Linked DNA regions of Sus scrofa: region 1 is linked to region 2. The links are chromatin contacts, called in public HiChIP or PLAC-seq maps. All regions are on one chromosome and are shown on one strand. The core of a region is the stretch at or near the end of the contact, and the rest is flanking DNA. Distances in the headings are between cores, read along the strand shown.

Region 1 (4,866 bases), core at 118-2,617, 350 kb before region 2:
TCTCTGTATTCTCTCAGAGCCTTATAGTGTTTGGATATAGTAGCTGTTCAATAAATATTTTGACATTTAATTTTAATGGTACATATGTTACACATTTTTCACTTTGAAGTTTTGTTAATGAAATCTCATCTTTGACATAACTTCCCTTCTCATTTCTGAGAACTCTTTGCTTTTGAAACATGAAAAAGGACTTTAGCACATTGCTATTGTAATTTAGATGGCTATGTAAACAGTAAGGGAGTGCTTAGCAATTACCTGTTGAGTTGTATCTTTATGAAAATTTGCAGAGATTCTTTTGCTTACTCAGTTGTTTAAAGGGACCTAACCATCTCGGGGTAAAGGAAAGGCAAGAACTCAGAGGAATGACTGAGAGGGTATCCCAGAAACTCTACTGTGCCATCTAGATAAAAACCTGGCAACTTTGTCCTTATTCCAAGATCCAGTAAGCATGTTAGGATCATGGCATTCTCAAGACCTATCTTTTCTCTTTTTTCTCAGCTTTTCTTAGCAGTTGTCAGTTTGATGTTCAATAAACATGTAGTTCACCTCCATTAGGCCCACAGGCATGACTGGTGGCATTACTTGTAGGACCCAATCAAAATAAAAAATGCAGGGCCTTTTGTTCAAAAATTAAGAATTTTAAGACAATGACACTAGAACATTAAGGCAAGTATGGGCCCCTCTAAGTATAGGTTCCTCTTTGAGGTCTCACATCTATGAAGCCATTCCTGTTTCTGTCTTCAAAGAACTTCCAGTACACCAAAAGGCAAAAAGTCTGTATTAGATAGAAGCTACAATTCAGGCATGTACAAAGGGCTACAGGAATCCAGAAGTTCCTAACTTTGGAAAATAGTCCTAGGGAAGTGACAGTTAAGCTCATTTTTGAGGGAACAAAGATATTCTAGACTGAAGGAAGGTAGAATTCACTTGACAAACTTTAGGAATAGGGTTACTTTTAAGGAGAGTGTAACAAGTGAACATGAAGGTGACTATAATTGAGACCGAGAGTGGAAAGGGGTAGAAACCAAATATATGCGGGAAGGGGCAAACAATTATAGAGTGCCTACTCTATGCCAAATTCTCTCCTCCCATGTCATAATTTTAAACACAATAGTCTTGTGAATAAACTGTCATGCCTGGTCTACAAATGGCTTAAAGCCCACGGTAGTACTGTTCAATGAGCTTGGGACACATTAGAAATCCAATAAATATTTAAGGTTGTCTGACTGAGGGCTCAGGACTCTTTACCCCTAGGCCAAGCTAGCTCTGAGCATGCCCCTAACCCCTCCAGGGGTCCTTTCCTGTCTCTCCCAGTCCCCAAAATAACCTTCCCTCCCTTTCGCCCCGCCCCCTCAGTTCCACGTGCCGGAAATTAGGCGACAAAAGCACTTCCGGGATAGCAAAGGTCGGCCCCTGCAAGATGGCGGCCCCCTTGGAGCTCAGCTGCTGGGGAGGCGGCTGGGGGCTCCCATCCGTGCACAGCGAGTCCCTGGTGGTGATGGTGAGGCCGTCCCGCCCGGCCAGGGCGCGGGAAAGAAGAGGCGGTGCTAGAGGCGCGAGGCTGCCTGGGCGGGGTCCCGGCTGCTAGCCGCGGTTTCAGCGGCGCTCCGGGCCCAGGCCGGCTGGGGCGCTGCTTGCTGCACTGCCTTGGGCTCCCTCCCGTCCAACGAGTTACAGCCTAGCCTGTGACCCTGCGGAAGCCTAGCGTGAGAGTCACGTCTTCTCCGCTTGGTTCCGAGTTTTCTCAGCCGTGCAGAGCAGTCTAGGCGGAGGAATGAAAGCCCGAAACAGGAGGCGCGCGCTCCCTGCTCTGCTTCTCAGTAACGTCTTGGGGGGCTGGGGGAGATGTCTCAAAATCCTGATAGCTGGCGCGCGCAACCCCGGCTAGAAGTCGGGGGAGGAATTCTGCCCGCGAGTCAGGCGTCTCTGCCTTCGGGGGACCAGGCTTTGAAGTGAAGCTGCTCTGCAGATTTGCATTACGTACTCAGTCTAAAATGTTTTATTGCAAACTCTCTTTCAGGCTTACGCCAAATTTTCTGGTGCACCCCTAAAAGTCAATGTCATAGATAACACCTGGAAAGGTTCAAGAGGTACAGTGTAAACTTTTAAAAACCCCTTTCTACCCTGTTTAACTTCCTCACTCCCATTTAGAGCTAGGAGGCTTGTGGCCATGGAGTACCTTGGGGGGTTAGTTCTTACATGACCTTGGCAGTGTGTTGCTTATGTTTTGATCTTTCTGAGTAATACTTCAAAGGACAAGCCAAATCAGTGGAAATTATGAGAAGTGAAAATGCTCTCCAGAACTGTTCTTTGTGAAATTGCAAAAACCTAAAGTGACTTACTCATTTTTTTATTCCTCCAAATATGATTGGTATAGTTTTTAGGGTATTGGAATCTCTTCTGAGGAGATCAAAATGCTTCCTTCTATGTAAATTGTTCTTTGATTATAGGAGATGTACCAGTTTTGACAACTGAAGACAACATTGTTTCTCAGCCGGCAAAAATACTAAACTTTTTAAGAAAACAGGTGGGTGGTTCTGTTTGAAGAAGTAAATTCTTCATCACTGTGTGTTTTCAAAAAAGTACATTAAAAATACTTTTTAGACTTTTCGATGATACATGGGGATTGGAATTAAAATAGATTTGAGAATCATGGCTCTAAATCATGTGTTGCACTGTGATAGGAAACCTGTATAGTGAATTAGTTTATATTTTTGTGCACTTGGCTTCGTTTTTATTGAAATTTAGATATAAGCAGATTCAATTTAGCCATCTTCACTATTACGCTTATTGATATGATTGTAAATTTAGTCACATAATTGCCACACCTTTTGTGCTGGGTATGACATGTGAGTTCCCATCATCCATCAACGTTTATTTCTTAAAGCACTTCAACCAATAGGTGCAGATAATTATTTCATGAAATAATGTATACAAAATGTCAGAACATGCAAAGTTTTATATAATGTATTCAAAAGTTTAAACATGTAACAGTTTTTATAAATGCAAAACCTGTGGGTTTTGCCAATACTTTTTTAAAAAAAAGAAGTCTTCTGTCAACAAAATTTAGAACTTTTCTAAATTGGAAGATTTTCTTTTTTAATGAGGAAAATGCAGCTAATTAGAGCTTTTTCCTCATTATTGATGAAAATAATGATAGCTTCTACATATTAAGTTTGTGTTACATTCCATGCACTAAACTCAACTAGGTCATTAACAATTTGATACTGTATGGGAGTTCCTGTCGAGGTGCAGCGGAAGCAATCTGACTAGGAACCATGAGGTTGCGGGTTCAGTCAATCCCTGTCCTTGCTCAGTGGGTTAAGGATCAGGCATTGCTGTGGCTATGGCATAGGCTGGCAGCTGTAGCTCCAATTAGACCCCTAGCCTGGGAACCTCCATGTGCCGAGGGTGCAGCCCTCAAAAGACAAAACAAAAACAAAAACAAAAACCAGTTTGATACTGTATAGCGCAGGAAAATCTCAATAGTTTGTAATAACCTATATAGAAAAAAGAATGGATATATTTACATGTATGACTGAGTCACTCTGTTGAAACTAAATACAGTATTGTAAGTCAACTATACTCCAATAAGATTTAAAAAAAATCATTGAAATAATAGTTAATAATTAAAAAAAAGCCTAAACTAACATTAATTGAGCTTTCTGTGTGCATGACGGCTGTGATAAGAACTTTACTTTCATTAAGCAACATTTGTCACTGAATTCATATTTCTCTTTTCCCCTTTTAATATGTTTGCCATTTTTGAGAAACAGTAGGAGCTAAATAATTTATTTAGCTTCCCTGTTTTGGGATGCTCTTGACTTACTAAGGTTTTGGTTTTATATTTTTTGACAGAAATATAATGCTGATTATGAACTCTCTGCAAAACAAGGGGCAGATACCCTGGCTTACATTGCTCTCCTTGAAGAGAAGCTTCTTCCTGCAGTGGTGAGCACTGGTGAATATTACAGTATTTTAGTGACCTACTGAAAATTTAGTCTATTTAGAAGATAATGAAAAAGGCTTAAGAGAGGAAAGTTCATTTATGTATTAATCTTGATTCTTTTATGTAACCGTGAAACTGGTTCCTGTTAGACATCCATTCAACTAGTATGTGAAACAACAAAGTGAAAGATGTCATTCTGGAAATAAAGGTTCTCTGTGGAAGATGGAGTTTGTTGCTCCATGTATACAACCAGGCCAATTGTAATTCATTCATTTAACAAATATTCTTTGAGCACCTACTGTATTCCAGGCCATGTCCTGGGTAAGCACCTGGGATAGAGCAAACAAGAAAACTCATGCATTTAAAAGTCTTGATTTATCCTTGAGTCATTCTAACTGGAAAATTTGTATGAAGGTAACTTTACTCAAGGATATTTATGAAAAATGTTCACATTAAGTGATCTTTTATTTTATTTATTTATGTTATTATTTTTTTGTCTCTTTAGGGCTGTACCCATGGCATATGGAAGTTCCCTGAGTGAGGCCAGGGATCGAACCTGCATCCTTATGGATACTAGTCAGAATCATTTCCACTGAGCCACAATGGGAACTATTCATTTTGTATATTTATTTATTTTTGTACATTAAGTGATCTTTTAATAAATGAATATCCTTGTATTGTTTTTTCCCCTCTTTTTGTAGCTTCACACTTTCTGGGTTGAGAGTGACAACTACTTTACTGTGACAAAGCCTTGGTTTGCTTCACGAATTCCTTTTCCCTTGAGTTTGATCCTGCCTGGAAGAATGTCTAAGGGAGCTCTGAATAGGATTCTCCTGACCAGAGGAGTGCCTCCGCTCTACCACCTCCGAGAAGTAGAAGCTCAGGTATGGTCGGGATTGCCTTCAGAGCAAGGGCTC
Region 2 (4,668 bases), core at 755-3,254:
CACAGCAGGTTACAGATGCAACATCAGTAGCATCACTGCAGCAGAGAGATCTCTGGCCCAGGAACTCCCACCTGCCACAGACAATGACAACCCACCCCCAATCTGCAAAAAAAAAAAAAAAAAAAAAAAAGATTCCCTGAAAAGTGGAATAGCCCTAGTATTAAAATCAGAACTGTAGTGGCTAAATCAATTTATCTTTATCCAGTCACTTTGTCCGATTTCTTTGAACCACTACAGTCATTTCCAAAATGCAAAAAGTCTAATTCCTAAATCCATCGGACCCGCTGTCAAATCACCTACAGGAAAAAAGATATTTTTTTCAAGAATTAGAGCCCTTGGAGTTCCCGTCGTGGCACAGTGGTTAACAAATCCGACTAGGAACCATGAGGTTGCAGGTTCGATCCCTGGCCTTGCTCAGTGGGTTAAGGATCTGGCATTGCCCTGAGCTGTGGTGTAGGTTGCAGACGCGGCTCGGATCCCACGTTGCTGTGGCTCTGGCGTGTCTACAGCTCTGATTCGACCCCTAGCCTGGGAAACTCCTTATGTCAAGGGTGCGGCCCAAGAAATGGCAAAAAGACAAAAAAAAAAAAAAAAAAAAAAAAAAAAAAAAAAAAAGAATTAGAGCCCTTGATCCCTGGCTTGGGGAAACTGCCACAAGCCCTAACTCGGCCAAAAAAAAAAAAAAAAAAAGAATTAGATTCCATTCAAGTGTTAAAAAATAATCAAGCCATATGACTCCAAAGGACATTTCTTAATTAAATGAAAATGGTCTCTTCCACATGGAGCATTTTCTGATCAGACAAAATTGAGACTATTCACAAAAACAAAGTAATATTACTATTACTAGCTATTAAGCAGTACATATTAAGAGCCTTCTGGCTGTTAAGGCCATGTGAAAAGCCTTGTGGTAATAAAGCATACAATATGAGGGGATTTACAAGAATAGCTGTAGTTACAAACACACATACTTGGTCTTCAATAATCATCTTTCCAAACAAAACCATATACCACACATTTGTTAAGTTGCCACTTTAGCTTGACTTTTAGTTTCTCTTTCGTGTTCACTCTTTTAGTATACCAATAAAAATAAACAACTGCTATTTTAAACAAAGAGCTGAGAGACCTCAAACAAGGCAGGGATCCGGGATAATCCAGAATTTGTGAGACACATAAACTCCTCCTGTTCTAGCCTAGAAAGAGAGATGAAGAGCCTACCTATAAAGGCTGAACGGGGCAAAAATAAAGGGGTTAAACAACAATCGGACGGCGTCCTAACCTGTGCATTTTCCCCATAAAACTAAGAACTGAGGCAATTTCACAACCGTTTAATGAAGTCTTAAATTTTAAAGGACTGACCCAGATATTTACCTTAGTTCCTCACCACCCTTTCAAACACCATGCAGGGTCCCAAGACAATCTTCTTCGTTCGGTCCTAGACTGAGAGCGGGGTGCGAGAAAGGAAAAGGAATGAAAAACGTAAATGAGTTCCTAAGATTCTTCAGAAAGTATAGAAGCCTGGGGACCGCCCATACGACTAGGATACCTCCCACGCCAAACAGTACAGTTTCAGAAAAAGTTCCCGGCGTCCCGCCCCCCACCCGAGCCTACAAGGTTGCTTTCCTCTTTGAAACCTCCTAACTCACAAGCGTTCTACGGGCACCGCCCGCCCAGGAGCCTCACGGCCGGAGCAGCGACGGCCCGGCGCGCTCGGTCCCAGCTTTCCGCCCGAGCCAGTAGTGGCCCGCGTGGGGTGGCTAGGCCCGGCTGCGGATCCGGATTGCGATCAAAATTCCGGGCTCGGCGGTCGGGGAGAAGCGACCCAAGAAAAGGCAGGGCCAACAAGGGTGTGGGAGCTCGGGGGCAAGATACGGAAGACCAAAAAGTCGCCGAAAAAAGCGGCGTAGAAAGCCCCTTCGGAAACACCCGGAAGACCGTCCTGACCCCGGATGGGAACAGCGAGCAGGGAGAGAGAGGTCATACTTCCGGTAGCCGCCTCGCTCGCTCGCTCCCGGGAACTCTTTGCTCGAGTGCGCAGGTGCACAGATGCCGGGATTCTAGCTGCCAGAATAGGCGGCTGGGCAGCTGCGAGCGCGAGTACGGGAAGGGATGGTACAGCCCAGGAGCTTCGCTTCACCTCACTGCCCAAGCTCACAATGTGATAATCATTTTTTACCGGTCTTTCCTGTCTCAGCCGGTTGACTCCTCCATGGAGAAGATTTCCTGGCCAAGTTTTCCCTTACCCTTCTGCACTAACCAATATTAAGCTTTACTTGTTTTTTCCCCATTAATAAACTGAGAACTATTTGGGAATAAACATGCCTTATTCATCTATAAAGCCCAGACTCAGCTCCCTGCCCGTTAATGACTAACATTCGCTAATTCAACAAATATTTAATATTTCTTCTTGAGTGAGCTTTAATAGTTGTGAAGATATCTAAGTTGTTGAATTTATTCATAGAAATCTGTTAACGATATTCCTTTACTGTCTTTTTTAAATCTATAGCATCTCATTCCCTCATTCCTGGTATTTGTAATTTGTGTCTTTTCTTCTTGTCAATCTGACAAAAGGCATATTTACTGATTTCAGATCTCAAAGTCAGCTTTTGTGTGCATAGATTTCCTTTCTTTTTCTTTTCTCTTGTGTTGATTTCTGCTATTATGTTTGCTTCCTTCTGCTTTTTTTTTCTTTTTTTTTTTTTCTTTTTTTTTTAGGGCTGCACCCGAGGCACATGGAGGTTACCAGGCTAGGAGTCTAATCAGAGCTGTTGCTGCTAGCCTACATCAGAGCCATAGCAAGGCCAGATCCCAGCCATGTCTGCCACCAACACCATAGCTCATGGCAACACTGGATCCTTAACCCACTGAGTGAGGCCAGGGATCGAACCCGCAACCTCATGGTTCTTAGTCGGATCTGCCTCCACTGCACCACGACTGGAACTCCTTCTGCTTTTTTTATTTTTGAAGTTTTGAAAATTAATTTTCCAATTTCTTGGAAACTGAGGTCATTGATCTGAGATGTTTCTTCTTTGTAATACAAGCACTTAGTGGTATAAGTTTCCCTCAAAGTACTGTGTTAGCTGCATCTCCCAGATTTTAATATGTTGTGTTTTCATTTTACTTAATTTCAGAATACTTTCTAATTTCCCTATAGTTTTTTTCTTTGATCTGTGGTTTACTTATGTGTTACTTAGTCTCCAAGTATCAGATTTTCAAGATATTTCTGTTGATTTCTAACTTAATCCCATTATTATCAAAGAACATACTTCATAAAATTTGAATTATTTTACATTTATTGAGACTTGTTCTGTTGCTCTGTCTTGGTAAATATTCAGTGTATATTTAAAATAAATGTATATGCTGCAGCTGTTGGGTTAAATGCTCTACAAATGTCAATCACATCACATTGCCTGATTTATATTTCTTCAAATGTAAATCCTGTGAAGGATTTAGAACACACTTACTGATTTTCTGTCTACTTATTGTATTAATTGTTAAGAAAGGAGTGCTGAAATCCCTGATTATAATTATGGATTTTTCTACTTCATTTTGCTGTTCTATCAGTTCTTGCTTCATGAATTGTAAAGCTTTGCTGTTAGTTGCATAACATTTAGAATTATTCTATTATTTAGGTGAATTTATCCTTAATTAAATTGAATATGAAAATTATTTTGTCATTATGAAATGATCCACTTTATAAATGACCCCCTTTTTTCCTGGTAATACTTTTTGCCCTAATTGTACTCCATCTGATGTTAATATAGTACCTCTGGCTTTCTTTTTTAGTAGTAACATGGTTTATTTTTAATTCCAATGCTACAAAAGTCCTCCAGGAAATTGAAGGACTTCCCAGTTCATTCTGGAAGGTCAGCACTACTTTGATACCCAAACTCAAGATGTTACAAGAAAAGAAAACCACAGGCCAATAGCCTCATAAACATAAATGCAACAATTCTTCACAAAATTCTAGCTATTCATGTTCTACAATGTATAAAAAAGATAATACAATATGCCCAAATGAGGGCTTATCCCAGAAATGCTAGGCTGAATTAACATTGAAAAATCAAACAATATATTTCACTATTGACTAAGACTGAGAAAGAAAAACTGTATGATTGTCTCCTACCCTAGCACAGTGTTGGCCCCTGCTGCACTTAACCCCCAGCTTTGGGACAGAGTCAAGGAAGAATGACAACAGAAAGGGACTTGAAGTTTTTGATGACGTGGTTTTTGTGATTGTCAACTTTATATTTGGCATATGATTGACATCATGAGCTCTTCTGTGATGTGGAGTCATCTATAATTTCTAGATTTGGATGTGGTAATGTGGAATAGAATAGAGAGATGGATAAAAATAGGACCACTATTCTATGTTGTATCTGTTATATGCAATCTCATCTGCGGCATCTTGGGGATGGAGTAGTAAACAAAAATACCACAGTCCCTACTCTCATGTAGCTTACAGGGGCAGAGAGAATAACCTTGACAAATTCAGAAAACAAAAATTCAGGAGTTCCCATTGTGGTTCAGTGGTAACAAATCTTTGAGGATTCAGTCCCTGGCCCTGCTCAGTAACGTAAGGATCCAGCATTGCCGTGAGCTGTGGTATAGGTCAAAGACTCAGATCTGGCATGGCTGTGGTGTAGGCCAGCAGCTGCAGCTCTGATTAGA

What was found. HiChIP or PLAC-seq counts read pairs in DNA pulled down with a chosen protein or histone mark.
Region 1: an H3K27ac HiChIP or PLAC-seq map of alveolar macrophages shows a contact between it and region 2. The contact joins the promoter of MTX3 here to the promoter of PAPD4 in region 2. A contact is called at or near these places in 1 of 47 Hi-C or Micro-C datasets (embryonic fibroblasts) and 1 of 2 datasets of contacts at active chromatin or transcription factors (alveolar macrophages).

Annotation. Positions count from the first base shown.
Region 1 is chr2:88,676,868-88,681,733 of Sscrofa11.1, reverse strand. MTX3 (metaxin-3) reads left to right here and starts at 1,367. Exons shown (of 10, transcript XM_013994941.2): 1 at 1,367-1,501; 2 at 2,021-2,090; 3 at 2,451-2,527; 4 at 3,859-3,951; 5 at 4,651-4,833. The coding sequence starts at 1,421.
Region 2 is chr2:88,325,586-88,330,253 of Sscrofa11.1, reverse strand. PAPD4 (poly(A) RNA polymerase GLD2) reads right to left here and starts at 2,004. Exons shown (of 16, transcript XM_003123752.6): 1 at 1,644-2,004; 2 at 1,369-1,437.